Linked DNA regions of Hordeum vulgare: region 2 is linked to region 1. A link is a contact called in public Hi-C data. All regions are on one chromosome and are shown on one strand. The core of a region is the stretch at or near the end of the contact, and the rest is flanking DNA. Distances in the headings are between cores, read along the strand shown.

Region 1 (7,064 bases), core at 3,551-6,050:
ACCGCATGACCACAAGCCATCTCTCTCACTCGCTTGATCGGCTCGCTCCTACTGGTTCAAGGAGGAATAACCATCACTTCATTGAAAATATTGACTTCCGCTGTTTTATAGATAAAAAAAATCATATATTCAAAAAAATAATCATGGATTTAAAAAGGTTCCTGAATAGCAAAAAAAAAGTTGATGAACTTGAAAAAATATTCATTGATTTGAAAAAAAAACTCATGACTTTTGAAAACTGTTGATGTTTTTATAAAAATGTTCATGAAAGCAAAAAACTCTTTATGGATTTACTTATGAATTTAAAAAGGAAAAGTCTAACACTCAGCCAGCGGATTCAACCTGGGGCATCTGCCACCACTAACGCTTGACACGTGTCCTTTATTGGCCGGTCAACGCTCTACTCTCGCTCAGTCAATTTGCTTTTCTCCACCGCTTGGTTCTCTGCACCTCTTTCTGCAGCATGATCTCTGCTTAAAAAAATAATTATAACATCATCTGTGTTGCAAAACTTTCTGTAGCAAGATCTATGTTACAAGGTTTCTGCAACATGATCTTTGTTGCAAAAATAAAGATCCACATGCGACCGCTAGATTGCGAGATCTGACGGCGATCCGCCGACTGTTTGTTTCAGGAGTTATTTCTGCAACGCGGTCGTCGTTTCTGCAATGCGATTGTTGTTTTAGAAATTACTTCTATAACATGGCCATTGTTTCTGTGACGGAGATGATGGTTCAGAAATTAACCTAGGCTTCTCGATGCCATCTGCTCGAAGACGACAATTTAGCTCCTGCGCGCCGGCGGCGGCGCTGCGCCGGGCGCAACTCTGTCAAGGCCGAGGAAGAGTGTCTAGTTTCTGCAACAGACCGTTTGTTGCGGGAAATAACAACCGACCATGCGGCGGGATGCAGACGCTAGATCAAACAGCTGTCGGCTCGGGCATCCAACGGTTATCCAGGTGACGAATACTTTTTAGAAATCAACCGACGGATGCGTAGCGTTCCCCATTTAAAAATGTTCATGGATTTGAGAAATGTTAACAAATCTGAAAAAATATCTGTTCAATTTAAAAAGTTTACAAATTTGAAAAAAATATGTTTATGGACTTTGATGACATGAGTTTCGAAGGGATCATGGATTTGAAAAAGCTCCACTAATCCCGAAATGAAAAATAAAAATCATAAAAATATATTAAAAGTCGACCAGAATACTTAGCAAAGAACCGGTAAAAGAAGCAAAGAAAAGAAAAAACTATCAGGAAGCTTTCTAAAAATCTGTGCAAATTGTAAACCTAAATGGGCCAGGCCATCTAACAGGAACGCCTCCCCATTCTCCAGCGTGTGTTCTCGCTCATAAAATAAAATAGCTTGTGCGCTCGCTAAAGGAAGGCTAGTACTATTTGGGCGCGTAAGAAATTCCCTAGTTTATTTTCCCGAGAATCAAGAAATTCCCTAGTTATTATACTACCACCGAATCGGCTATGGTGCATCTGCTTTGCTGGGCTAATAGGAACGAAGAAGAAGACACCTACAAGGACAAAGAACCAAAAGCCCACCGTACGTAGTGTACATGGCCGTATATCCGCGCCGTCCGGCGTGCCCGGCGCGGCGCCCGCCCGCGCTGGCGCGCGACACGTCGCGGGCGGCACGAGCACCAGCCTGACGAGGCCTACGCGCGTAGCCTAGCCACCACCACGCACCGCGTCACGTACGCATGCATGTAAGCATGCATCCATCACAGCTACCGTAGTAGGCTTGCTACCCCGCCATAGCTGTACTGTGACCATACCGGCGCATGGCCGGATTGACTGGTCCGGTCAGGCATCAGAGCGCGCCCCCGTCCGGCGGCCTGGCACTGGCACGCGCACACGCAGCCCAACGCCTCGCGCCCCCGCCTCGTCGTCGTCTCCTTCCATCATACGTACGTGACCGACGGTAATGAGGATGAATCATGAATGGATGATCACGCATGCTTAGACGCGCGCGCGCGCACGCACGCATGGTCCCGCGCGCCCGCCCCGGAGGGAGAGAGAGGCCTCTCGTCGGGATGCATGGCATGGCAGAGGGCATGCAGTGCGCCAGTCCGGCCGGCATGCAGCGGCAGCGGCAGGTAGCCCCATCGACTGTGATCGCTGCCGATCTCGACGCTAAAGCTAAGCTTCTGCTGACTGCTGGGGCGGTGCATCATGCGGCGGTAGCTCAGCGTGCAAAGGTTAAGGAGACGCGTAATAAGGGCCAGTGAGTGAGGCAGCAGCATGCAGCGTGCAGGCGCAGATGCATTGCTGCGGTAGCCAGGGGGCGAGCTAGGCTGGACGAGGGGAGCTGATCCATGCATCTCCAGAGATGAGGTAGTCCCCTGCTGCGCGCTGCATGCATGCCCTGCCGTCCACCTCCCGGGCCGCGGCCAGTTCAGTGTTCAGAGCCACCGTCGATCTATCCCTGCATGCGCCTTTAATGATGCAGCGGGACGTGCACCCATGGTGTGTGTCTATATATGTGGTCCTCCGTCTCGGCCTCTTCCGAGAAACAAATGCAGGATTTCTTCTCCTAGAAAGATCGGTTTTGCTAAAACAATCTAAATATAAATAAATATAGCATATCTAAGTTCTATATCATTGATCTTATGTAAAGATTCATGTGAGTATTTTTTTTCTTTTTTTTTAATATTTAATTAATCATTTAGATGTGCAATAACTATGTCACATCTAGATGTGTCATAGACACTAAAAAGGTAGTATAGAGCCGCCAGAGAACAAATATGGTGGTATCATGGATATAGTTAGCACCATGCATGAATGCAAAAGCTTGTTATTTAACGTGTGCCTTTTCGACGGGCCACTGACGTGGTGTTTAAAATGTATGGTCGGTGTTTAAAATGTATGGTTTTATGCAGCTCTGACGTTAGCCGTCAACGGGATCAAGACGCCATCAACTTCATCATCGCAGACCTCCAAACGATGGCCATCCACTTAGCGCCGTCGCTACTTCCGCCACCCCCGAGCCGGATTAGCTTCTGCATTCGCGGTCTTTTCTGCATGTGTGTTATTTTGGTTTTTAAGGCTAGTTGAGCTGCGCCTTTAGCAGAATCCCAAATATTTGATGTCCTGATATCTTGGTGTGTGTGTTTGAATTTAAACCTATGCATATATATATATATATATATATTCGTCGTTTGATGGTTGCTTTATATATAAAGTGGTAAGAAAGCCTTTTTCAGTGATTTACAAAGTTAGGATGAGCCCATGCCTGCATCAGTGGTAAGATCGATCACCGTCTAACGGAAGTCCAACTCGATCTTTGTGGCCAACTTGCACTACTGTGAGTCACAGTAGTATCAACTTCACGATCGATCCATCTCTCTACAGGATAAAGATGCGTGGGACATGTGCTTTGACGAAGAATTAATCGCCTGAAAAGACGATGTACAGCAACGTACGGCCCTTACTTGGCAAGGCCCCATGCATCCTGTGAATCAGCTCTCGTTTCGCTTTCCCGTCAATCAAGAAAAAGATCCAGGCCAGCCACACGGGCTCCAGCCTTCCAGGTTACAAGCATACTCAACCAGAACTAGAGAACAGATCAAAACCAACCAAACCAGTGCAGCTCACATGAACTACTACTAGGTAGTAGTGCTTGTCGACCTCGCGCGCTACACACATGCATCCTCCAGCGCCCACCGCTAGCGCATCGCCGTCGCCCAACCCAACCCTGGAGACGACGGCGGCCTCTCGCGCGCGTGCGTGCGTGCGTACGAACCCGGCCTGCCTGCGCCTCACGTCCCGGGCGGCCGGGCAGGCGGGCACCGGCCGACGGCGACGTGCTCCTGCACCGGCCGGCCAGTGGCCAACCAATGCGGTGGACCGTGCAACACGCCCCAGTTCGACCCGTCGCCGTCGACGTAGTAATGGCAAACTCGCGCAAACCACAAGTAGCTCGCTTGCCGCGTCGACGTACCGCACTTGACGCATGCGTCCATCGACCCGCAACCATCGAGCGATCTAGTCGTATGCACTCCATTAGATTATTTAAGGGATGTGGTTGGGGCCTAACCATCCGAGAGAGACCAGACCACAGTGTAACACACACACACACACACACACACACACACACACACGGACGCGCAATAAAATCATGGCGATCGAGCGGGAGCCCTAGATGAGTAAGCCACTACTTGCACCCGTCACACACACGCCCCTTGACATTGCATGCAAGCTGCTATTGCAAAATTAACCATGGTCATGCCACACAAACGGGGCGAATTCAAGCAGGGCACATGACACATCACATGCAATGCAATGCGCGCACCGGTTTTGCCACATCGGTAAAGCCGAGCGGAACGGGGCATGCAGAGGCAGCAGCAGCAGCAGCCTGCAGCAGGTGCACTGTGCGCGCACGTACGTACGTACGTGGCCAGCTGCATGCGGCGTACTTGGACCGTTCATCGTTTTCACCACCCCATTGGCCGCTTTCCGGCTCAGGCACGGACCCTAGCTCACCACGCCACGCGCACAGTGGCATGCATGCAAATGCAATGCAGCCGCATGCTGCGCGAGCGAGATGAGCTGGTCCGGAAACGAGGGAGGAGCAGCGCTCGTACCGCTGCCAGTGCGTGTTTGTTTGGGAATACGATGCGAGCGAAAGGATAGTTCCGGCCCCGAGACTTTTCTCCTCCATCTATCTACTATCTATCTATCTATCCGTCCGTCTGGGTCTGGCCGGGAGGACCAGCAGCTGTACCTTTGTACCCGTCCATGGCCGCGATGCGCGCCGGGGAAGCGGCAGGCAGAGGAGGCGGTCGCTTTCCCCGGCCTGTGCCGTGGGGGCGAGGAGGGAGGGAGGCAAGCTCCTTCCCACTCGTGGACAGGTGCTGGGCAGCCATCGCTTTTAAGGGAGGGGCAGGGGCAGGGGCAGGGGCAGGGTGTGTGGTTCGCTGGGTCGATCCGATCGACATCTACCGTCTGTGCTCGCTTTTGCTTGGTTGCTACAAATGGTGAGGTGCGCGCTGCGGGCCGCGTAGCCATCTGCAGGTAAACGATAGGGCCTCACAGTTGTGCGTGTCCACGTCCGCCCGCCCCCCCCCCCCCCCCCCCCCCCCCCCCCCGCGCGTACCTGTCAGCCAGTCTTCAAACTTTTGGCAATTGATGCGTTTTATGTCTCCTTCCACTTCCTTTGCCAACATTTATATGTGTTGCTTCTAATGTTCCCCAAAATGCTTGTTATTCCTCGGTGGTGTTGTGTTGATTGGTTCCTGTGCCTGATGCTGATGCTGATGCTGACAGATGAAAACTGGTGTGTGTGTGTGTGTGTCAATCAACCTGGTTTTCTTGTGGTTAGGTGCCCACCAATTTCTGCTTAGTTCAGTCTATTAAGCAAAGATTTTGACTCGGGTTTATAATGTTAGCGCCGATGACTTGATTAAACAGATCAAGTAAAGTGATCATTGAAAAAAATATACAGGCTAGAACTCATTTAAATGAGTTATAATTTGGTTCTATTTACCTAATGTTGAGTATCGTGATTGTATTGCAAACATAGCATATACTAGGAAGTATTTTGGTTTGTCTTGTACTTTAAGTAGATCATGAACTTCTATATATATAGGCCACTACTACAGATCAACCGGCTGATAACATGCAAACGTAAGCCTCCTCAACAACCGTTAGATGGCCCGCCGCATACCCGTTAGTTAAGTTCAACGCAGAGATTGCATGCAACAACTCTCAAATGAACGCAACGATGGTGCCCAGCTGCTCGCCATCAATCCCATCTCACTGTGGCGTTGGTGAGCCATCGACAGTGTTCCAACGTAGCAGCACCAGAGCCAATGAAAATAAAAGCTTCAACGCAACTCTGACGACCCCGGGGAAGCTCCACTGCAGCTCCATGTCAGCAACGCGGCTCGAAAGAAAACTCCAACGCAGGACCATCGGCATCCCGGCGAAGCTCCACTGCAGCCCCGACTGCGCTCCATTGCAACCGCGGCGAAACTCCATTGAAACCACCGACGCGCCCCGTTCCGGCGAAGCTCCATAGCAGCCCCGACCGTGGTCCATTGCTGTTCTCCGTTGCTTTTTATTGCTTTGGTCGATTAGTAGATTGTAACTCCAAGCGGGGGCGTTATGCATGATTATGGGTTCATGCCCCCTGATGTCTAGCTTGAGTGACAGAAACATGAAACTAGGGGATGTGTTGTTGCCACCAGGGAGAAAATAACGGTGCTTGTGACCACGGTTGCAAGGATTGTTTACCTTACGCGAAGTTCGTTAATGCAGTTGTCCGTTGCTTTGAGTTTACACTTTGGGTGGGGCTCGCAACTTAATACCAGCGAGATGTTCTGGATAGACATGTCAAGGTGGATGATTAGTAAGTAGATGCTAATGGATAAACGGTCTACTTGTCTTGGCGTACTGCCCATTAATTTTGAGCCTCTAACTTTCTTGTAGCATGATTAGCATAGCGGTGCGTGTATAATTCTGTCAATTGCCCAACTGTAATTGGTTTACCCATCATAGTTGTTTATCGTCTTTTGGGAGAGAGACGTCACTAGTGAACATCTTGTGACTCAGGTCCATATTACCACCATTGCTTACACCTCCACCATTTACTGCTTTTATTTACTTTTTCGTTCAAATCACTATCACTATTCCCGCTTGTGTTTTGATCCTTTGCAAACTACAAGGACGAAGAGATTGACAACCTCTCTGAACTCGTTGGGAGCAAAGTTATTTGTTGTGTGTGCAGGTCCACGTCTTCTGCTAGCGCCAGAGCAGCGAACACCTACTTGTTGATCCTGGGAGTCCTCCTGGTTCGATAAACCTTACAGTCCCCGTGTAAGGGAAATCTGCTGCTGACTACATCTCCACCTTCCACTTGGGGTAACCAACGAGGGGCGAGAAGTATATCCATCAACTCGTCATCAAGCAAATTTCTTGTGCCGTTGCGTGGGACTCCAGTCTTCAAGATAGGGGAGTTGCACATTATCTTTTACCTTTGCTTTTTAGTCTTGTTAGTTTGCTTTCTAGTTTTTGCTTTAGAGTCTTATACCAAAAACCATAAAAAAATTAG
Region 2 (6,986 bases), core at 3,179-5,678, 120 kb after region 1:
GGATACTAGGAATCAATCCCCGTCAAAACTAACTCGATTACATGATAGATCTCATCCAACCCATCACCGTCTAGCAAACCTACGATGAGATTACTCACGAACGGTGAAGAGCATCATGGAATTGGCGATGGAGGAAGGTTGATGATGACGATGGCGACGATTTCCCCTCTCCGGACCCTAGAACGGACTCCAGATCTGCCCTCCAGATGAAGAACAGGGGGTGGCGGCGCCTCCGTATCGTAAAACACGATGAATCCTTCTCTCTGGTTTTCTTCCGGGCGAAACACAATATATAGAGCTGAGTTTGGAGGCGGTGGCGCCACGTGGGCCCCACAAGCCTGGTTGGTGCGGCCTGGGGGGGGGGGGTGGCCGCGTCCCCTGGGATTGTGGCCCACTGGCTCACCCCCTCCGGTGGATCTTTGCGCACGTATTTTTCATTAATTCCAGAAAAATTCTCCGTAAATTTTTAGGTCATTCCGAGAACTTTATTTCTGCACAAAAAAACACCATGCCAATTCTGCTGAAAACAACGTTAGTCCGGGTTAGTTCCATTCAAATCATGCAAATTAGAGTCCAAAACAAGGGCAAAAGAGTTCGGAAAAGTAGATACGACGGAGACGTATCATTGTCTCTTGAGCTTGAGTTGGTTTTTCCCTTGAAGAGGAAATGGCGATGCAGCACAGGAGTAGTAAGTATTTCCCTCTGTTTGAGAACCAAGGTATCAATCCAGTAGGAGAATCTCGTCAAGTCCAGAGTACCTACACAAACACAAAAGAGCTTGCACCCAAAGCTATAAAGGGGTTGTCAATCCCTTCAAGATTGATTGCAAAGTGGGATCTGAAGGCGGAAAGTGCAAAAAGTAAAATTGTAAGGCCGAAAATATGGTGCGAAGTAGATCCGGGGGCCATAGTGTTCACTAGAGGCGTCTCTCCAAATAGCAAATATTACGGTGGGTGAACAAATTACTGTCGAGCAATTGATAGAACCACGCAAAGTCATGACGATATCTAAGGCAATGATCATACATATAGGCATCACGTCTGAGACAAGTAGACCGATACTTTCTGCATCTACTACTATTACTCCACACATCGACCGCTATCCAGCATGCATCTAGTGTATTGAGTTCATGACGAAAAGAGTAACGCCTTAAGCAAGATGACATGATGTAGAGGGATAAACTCAAACCAATGATGAAAACCCCATCTTTTTACCGTTGATGGCAACGACACGATGCGTGCCTCGCTTCCCCTTCTGTCACTGGGTGAGGTCACTGCACGGTATGAACCCAAAACCAAGCACTTCTCCCATTGCAAGAATCATAGATCAAGCTGGCCAAACAAAACCCACAACTCGAAGAGAATTACAAGGATATGAAATCATGCATAAGAGATATAAGAAGAAACACAAATAAGATTCATAGATAATCTGATCATAAATCCACAATTCATCGGATCTCGACAAACACACCGCAAAAGAAGATTACGTCGGATAGATCTCCATCAAGACCATGGATAACTTTGTAGTGAAGATCCAAGAGAGAGAAGAAGCCATCTAGCTACTACCTATGGACCCGTAGGTCTATGGTGAACTACTCACGCATCATCGGAGAGGTCATGGTGTTGATGAAGAAGCCCTCCGTATCCGAATCCCCCCTCCGGAAGGGCACCAGAACGTGCCCCAGATGGGATCTTGCGGTGACAGAAGCTTGCGGCGGCGGAAAAGTACTTTCGATGATCTCCTGATTTTTTCTGGAATATTTGGGAATTTATAGGCGAAAGATCTAGGGCAGAGGTGGCCCAGGGAGCCCACAAGCCTGGGAGGCACGGGCCCCCTGGCCGCGGCTAGGGGGCTTGTGGGGTCCTTGGTGGCCCCCTGCCTTGGTTCTCAAGTTCCCCGATCTTCTTCTGTTTCGGAAAAAGTATTTTTGGAAGTTTTATTCCGTTTGGACTCCATTTAAAATCCTCCTCTGAAAGGGGTCAAAAACACGAAAAAAACAGGAACAGGCACTTGGCACTGAGTTAATAAGTTAGTCCCAAAAAGATATAAAAGGCATACAGAACATCCAAAGTTTGACAGGATAATAGCATGAAACCATCAAAAATTATAGATACGTTGGAGACGTATCAAGAAGCATTCATGACAACTTCATGTGCGTGCAAAACATGGCACGAAGGCTGCACAAATGCAGGACCCAACCCTTGTGTTCAAGCTGGACATTCGCAAGGCCTTCGACTCTGTGAAATGGGAATACATTCTCGACCTCCTTCGGCGGAAGGATTTCCCGCCCAAATTTTGGGATTGAGTCATGGCTCTCCTCTTCACTTCTTCCTCGAGGATCCTGCTCAAAGGTGTGGCGGGCCGGCCTATCAAGCACGGGCTCAGTCTCCCGCAAGGGGGTCCCCTCTCCCCTCTCCTCTTTGTCATTGCCATTGACGTTCTGCAACATCTGCCTGAGCTTGCAGCAAGAAAGGGAATGCTTTGCAAGGTTCAAGAAAGAGGGGCTATGGTTCGCACCTCGTTGTACGCGGATGATGCGGCTATCTTCGTGACCCCTCTCAAAAGGGATATCGATTATCTCTCAGCCATCTTGCGCGGTTTCGGGGAGATTACCGGTTGTGCACCAACTTCCACAAGAGCTCGATTGTTCCCACCAAATGCAATGACCTAAACTTTGAGTGCATTCTGCAGAGCCTTCCGGCCAAGAAGATGACCTCCCCCCTTAGATACTTGGGTCTCCCTCTGTTGGTTAGGAAGTTGAAGATAGTGGACCTCCAGTTCCTCGAGGATAAGGTTGCGAGCAAGCTGTTGACCTATGAGGGCTAGAACATCACCACCATTGGGCGTACGCCACTGGTTAATTAAGTCCGTCATTTCCTCACTTTTTGTCTACTTCGGCACCTCCTTGGTTATTCCTCCTGCCATAATGCACAATATCAACAAGTTTGAGCGGACATTCCTTTGGTTGGGGTCGGACAAGATGACGGGCGCCAAGTGCAAAGTAAACTAGAACATTGTGTGCCGCCCGCTGGAATATGGAGGCTTTGGAGTTTTAAACACACACAAATTCGCGCAGGCCCTGCGCTTGAGGTGGCCCTGGTTCAAGTGGAAAGCCGTACACAAGTTGTGGGTCGGTTTGGGAAACCCGTGCGATGAAAAAGACCTGGATCTCCTCTATGCGTCAACAACAATTACGATGGGTAATCACTCCAAGACGCCATTATGGGACTCGCCTTGGCTGCATGGGTGCAAGCCTAGAGATTTGGCACCAGTCGTCTTCATGGCCTCCGCCAGGAAGAACTGGAAGGTGCGTGAGGCCCTAAAAGGTAACACGTGGATTCTCAACATCAAAACCACCACCGTTGTCTCCATCGAGCACATCTGTCAATTCTTCACCTTATGGGCGGCGTTGAATGACGTCCACCTCGATGACTTCACCGATGATACCATTGTATTGAAACACACAACAAGGGGACACTACTCCACAACCTCTGCCTACAAGGCCCAATTCCTTGGTTTGGTATTCTCCCCCATGGAGAATATGATCTGGAGGGTTTGGGGGTTCTTCGCGTGACTGGCTATCCAAGATCGAATTTGGACTGCTGATGGGCTGGAGAAAAGGGGTTGGCCGAATTGTGGACTATGCACCCTTTGCAAGCGTGAGCAAGAAAGTAGACCACATATATTCTCCAAACGTCGTTACACGCTGAGGCTTTGGAGCATGGTAAGGAAAAAATATGGGCTCCATCACCTCCATCACCCAATAGGAAGGCAATGACTTCTCTTATCATGGTTGTCTCATGGATGGTATAGAATGAAAGAAATGCTCGGGGCCTTCCATCACATGAGCACTTCACCGTCCATTCTCTTAAATATCATTGATCCGCTGAGGCTTTGGAGCATGGTAAGGAAGAAATATGGGCTCCGTCACCTCCATCACCCAATAGGAAGGCAATGACTTCTCTTATCATGGTTGTCTCATGGATGGTATAGAATGAAAGAAATGCTTGGGGCCTTCCATCACAGGAGCACTTCACCGTCCATTCTCTTAAATATGATTGATCAAGAGGCAAACCTCTGGATCATCATTGGGGCAAAGAGACCGGACATCATCATTACGCGCAAGTAATCCCACGTGCCGTGTATGAGTGCACCATTTGTAACAAACAATTCTCCTCTTTTATTTAATATATGAAACAAATCTTTTGCTCCCGTTTCAAAAAAACAACAACACAGAATCCTCTGATCTGATTCGGTCTGTGTAGAAAATTAATCTGACCCAAATAGCCACGGACGGACATTCTAGGCAGAAGTGGAATTTGCACTATGATCCAAACAGCTTAAATCACGGTTGGTGCTAACCAGGCCCTTTCTTCAAGCCCCACCCAACCAGTGGGCGTTCCATCATTTATGCCAATTCCAGTAGAACACCCTCGTTCAAGTACTTTTGGCACTTGAAGCCTTCAACCCACCACACCACGCCGGTGCGTGTGGCACGACGGCGGCAGATAGGACGACCCACGTACGGGACCATGCGCATGTCGATCTAGAAATGAGAAGCAGAGTTAATGGCGGCAGCAGCCCTCTTGTGAACCCTCAAGACCCACCTCACCCACCAGATTTACACCGCCCGCGTACGTGCGTACGTGCTCGTGCTTGTGCTCGACCGCTGATCCGATCTGCCATTGGGCGAGTGCACTACTACGTCCCAATTTGTGTGGACACACGGCACACCTGAATCTGATGGTTGCGGCCATTAAGATGTCGCCACTACTGTTGCCGTGAGTGCTGCCGATTCAATTTGCACAGCGGGAAACATGAGACTGCCGAGAGGACGGGCGTAGTACATGCATGATTGACGGGTTCCGGGGAACAGATCCAGATGCCGTAACCTAAGCCTGACAAAACCCAGAGATGCTTCGTGTTTTTTTTTTTGATCGGTAGCTTCGTTAGCTGGTTGCATAACGACCAAGCAAAGGAGAGAGGCCGCTTGCCAGCTTAATCATCACTCACGAGACGCCGCGACATGGCTCGCGTGTTAGACGTGTGCCATCGCTAGCGGCAAACCTGCACCGTCCTCTCCAGCGTCTGTTTGCTCCACTCCAGCTACTACCACCGAGTACGTACGTACTGCTTTGCCCGCGCAACTCGACAGTTCAGACCACTTGTCCTGCCGATGTGGGTAGCTAGCTGCTTGACCTGCAGGTAGTAGCTAAGCTCAGAGAGCCCCAGGGAGACAAGGGCGTTATATTCCGACCTACGCCACGTACGTCCTTGTCCACAGCCTGGTTGATGGCGTCTACCGCCTTATTACTGTCGCCAAACAGCTCGATCGACAACGCGCGCTCTGTCTGTGGTGAAGACGAGCTATCGATCTCGCGCGGAGAGGGACGGACCGAAAGGAGGATCTGCCGGGCGGAGAGGCCAGCGCGCGGCCACGTCGGTGAGCGGCGCGCGGCGGCACCTGGTACCTGGCCAGTCTTGAGCTTGGGGTTTTGACAGTCACCAGTTACCAGCGACCGGGGCCGTGGCGTCGGCGTCGGGCGGGATCCGGCGCATCCCGGGCGATGGCCAGCGGGTCCGGGGGTCGGCGTCCCGGACGGCGACGCGAGTTGGACGCGCGCACTCACTGTGGCGCGCATGCACCCGCTTTTGGACGGGGCATCACGTCGGCATCCGATGCCCGGACGGGGCCGATCGATGCATCCCGAGCGATCCGACTCCCTGGTTGCCACTTTTAGGAGCTGCGCCGGAGGCAGCGACCTGTCCCCTGCCACTGCCAGCGTCTGCATGCCTGCTCATGCCGCTTAAATTGTTCCACAGAGGTTTCACGCCGTTTAAATGACTTACTAGCAAACAAAATGCCTGTGCGTTGTAACGGAAAGTAAATATTTTATTTTATTTAACCTATTATTTTAATTTTAATTTAATTTTAGTTTTGACTCGTCATATTGATGACGTGCACTTACGATAAGGCCGACCTATAAATTGACTTTATTTAAAAAACCTATATGTATCACTTTCACATACACAGAATGAAACACAAATTAATATCGTATTTGTCGGTTCAATATTAACGTTCATGACTATCACACAAATAGTTTGAACAGTTTTAAAATGAACCATCACGTACTTATAATGTTTATGAATTTATAAGTGTATGTACATCACAAAATTGCTTATATATTCACTACAAAAAGATAGTATAGTCCGATGGTAAGTACGCATGGATTTCACAAAAAATAAGGTATATACATACGGTCCTAGATCGCCCAACATGTATAAAGAGAGAATCTCATGCAAATATAGCGTTGCCAAGGACTATATTTTTTCCTTCGCTCGCTCCTTGCCAACCAACGCCGGTACGAAATAAAGACGTACCGTGTATCATCTATTAAGTTGCACCCTAAATTGCATTTTTAAAATAATGAACATGTAAAATAACGCTATATTCAATTTCGACATATTTTTCTAATCAAATTTCGTATATGACATATTAAAATTGAAGTTACGGTTTAAGAGATATGTTTATTTTAAAATATATATTAATTCTTAATAGAAGCGGGATGATTAACATATATTAGGGGTTTCTATGTAAAATTGGAAAACGGTTCATAGTCAATTAAAAGAGGGACTGCAGGTTAGTTCGGATTAAATATAGAGGGTTTTGCATAAAACGTAAAAAACGATTCGACCTGACTTACAGAAGGACTACATGTTAATTACATGAAAAGACAAAGACTTTTTTGCAAAAAGGTCAGCAACGTACAACCAGAAGCAGTACCTGCTTTATTATTAGGTAGAGATTAATCAGGAGGAATATCGTGAAGATCAATCATATATACATGAGTCATCCACACATATTTATTTGGAAGTGCCTAGAACTCATCTAGGAATAAATGAGATATAATTTGGTCTCATCCACATAAAAAAAACAACAGATACAACGATATCACCACACATGCATCTTAAAGTATCACATTCAA

Evidence for each region. Hi-C and Micro-C count contacts between places; a contact is called where the count stands out from the background.
Region 2: a contact with region 1 is called in a Hi-C map of leaf, with 9 times the contacts expected there. The contact joins two enhancer-like sites. A contact is called at or near these places in 3 of 6 Hi-C or Micro-C datasets (leaf and seedling).

What each region holds. Positions count from the first base shown.
Region 1 is chr5H:452,786,156-452,793,219 of MorexV3_pseudomolecules_assembly, forward strand. No RefSeq gene overlaps it. Among protein-coding and RNA genes, the nearest start is that of LOC123397502, 25 kb to the left of the region's middle. Within about 2 kb of position 4,801, at least 3 of the 3 cell types and tissues checked have open chromatin away from gene starts, as enhancers often do. A contact at or near this core is called in leaf and seedling, where this site is marked.
Region 2 is chr5H:452,906,698-452,913,683 of MorexV3_pseudomolecules_assembly, forward strand. No RefSeq gene overlaps it. Among protein-coding and RNA genes, the nearest start is that of LOC123397502, 150 kb to the left of the region's middle. Within about 2 kb of position 4,429, at least 3 of the 3 cell types and tissues checked have open chromatin away from gene starts, as enhancers often do. A contact at or near this core is called in leaf and seedling, where this site is marked.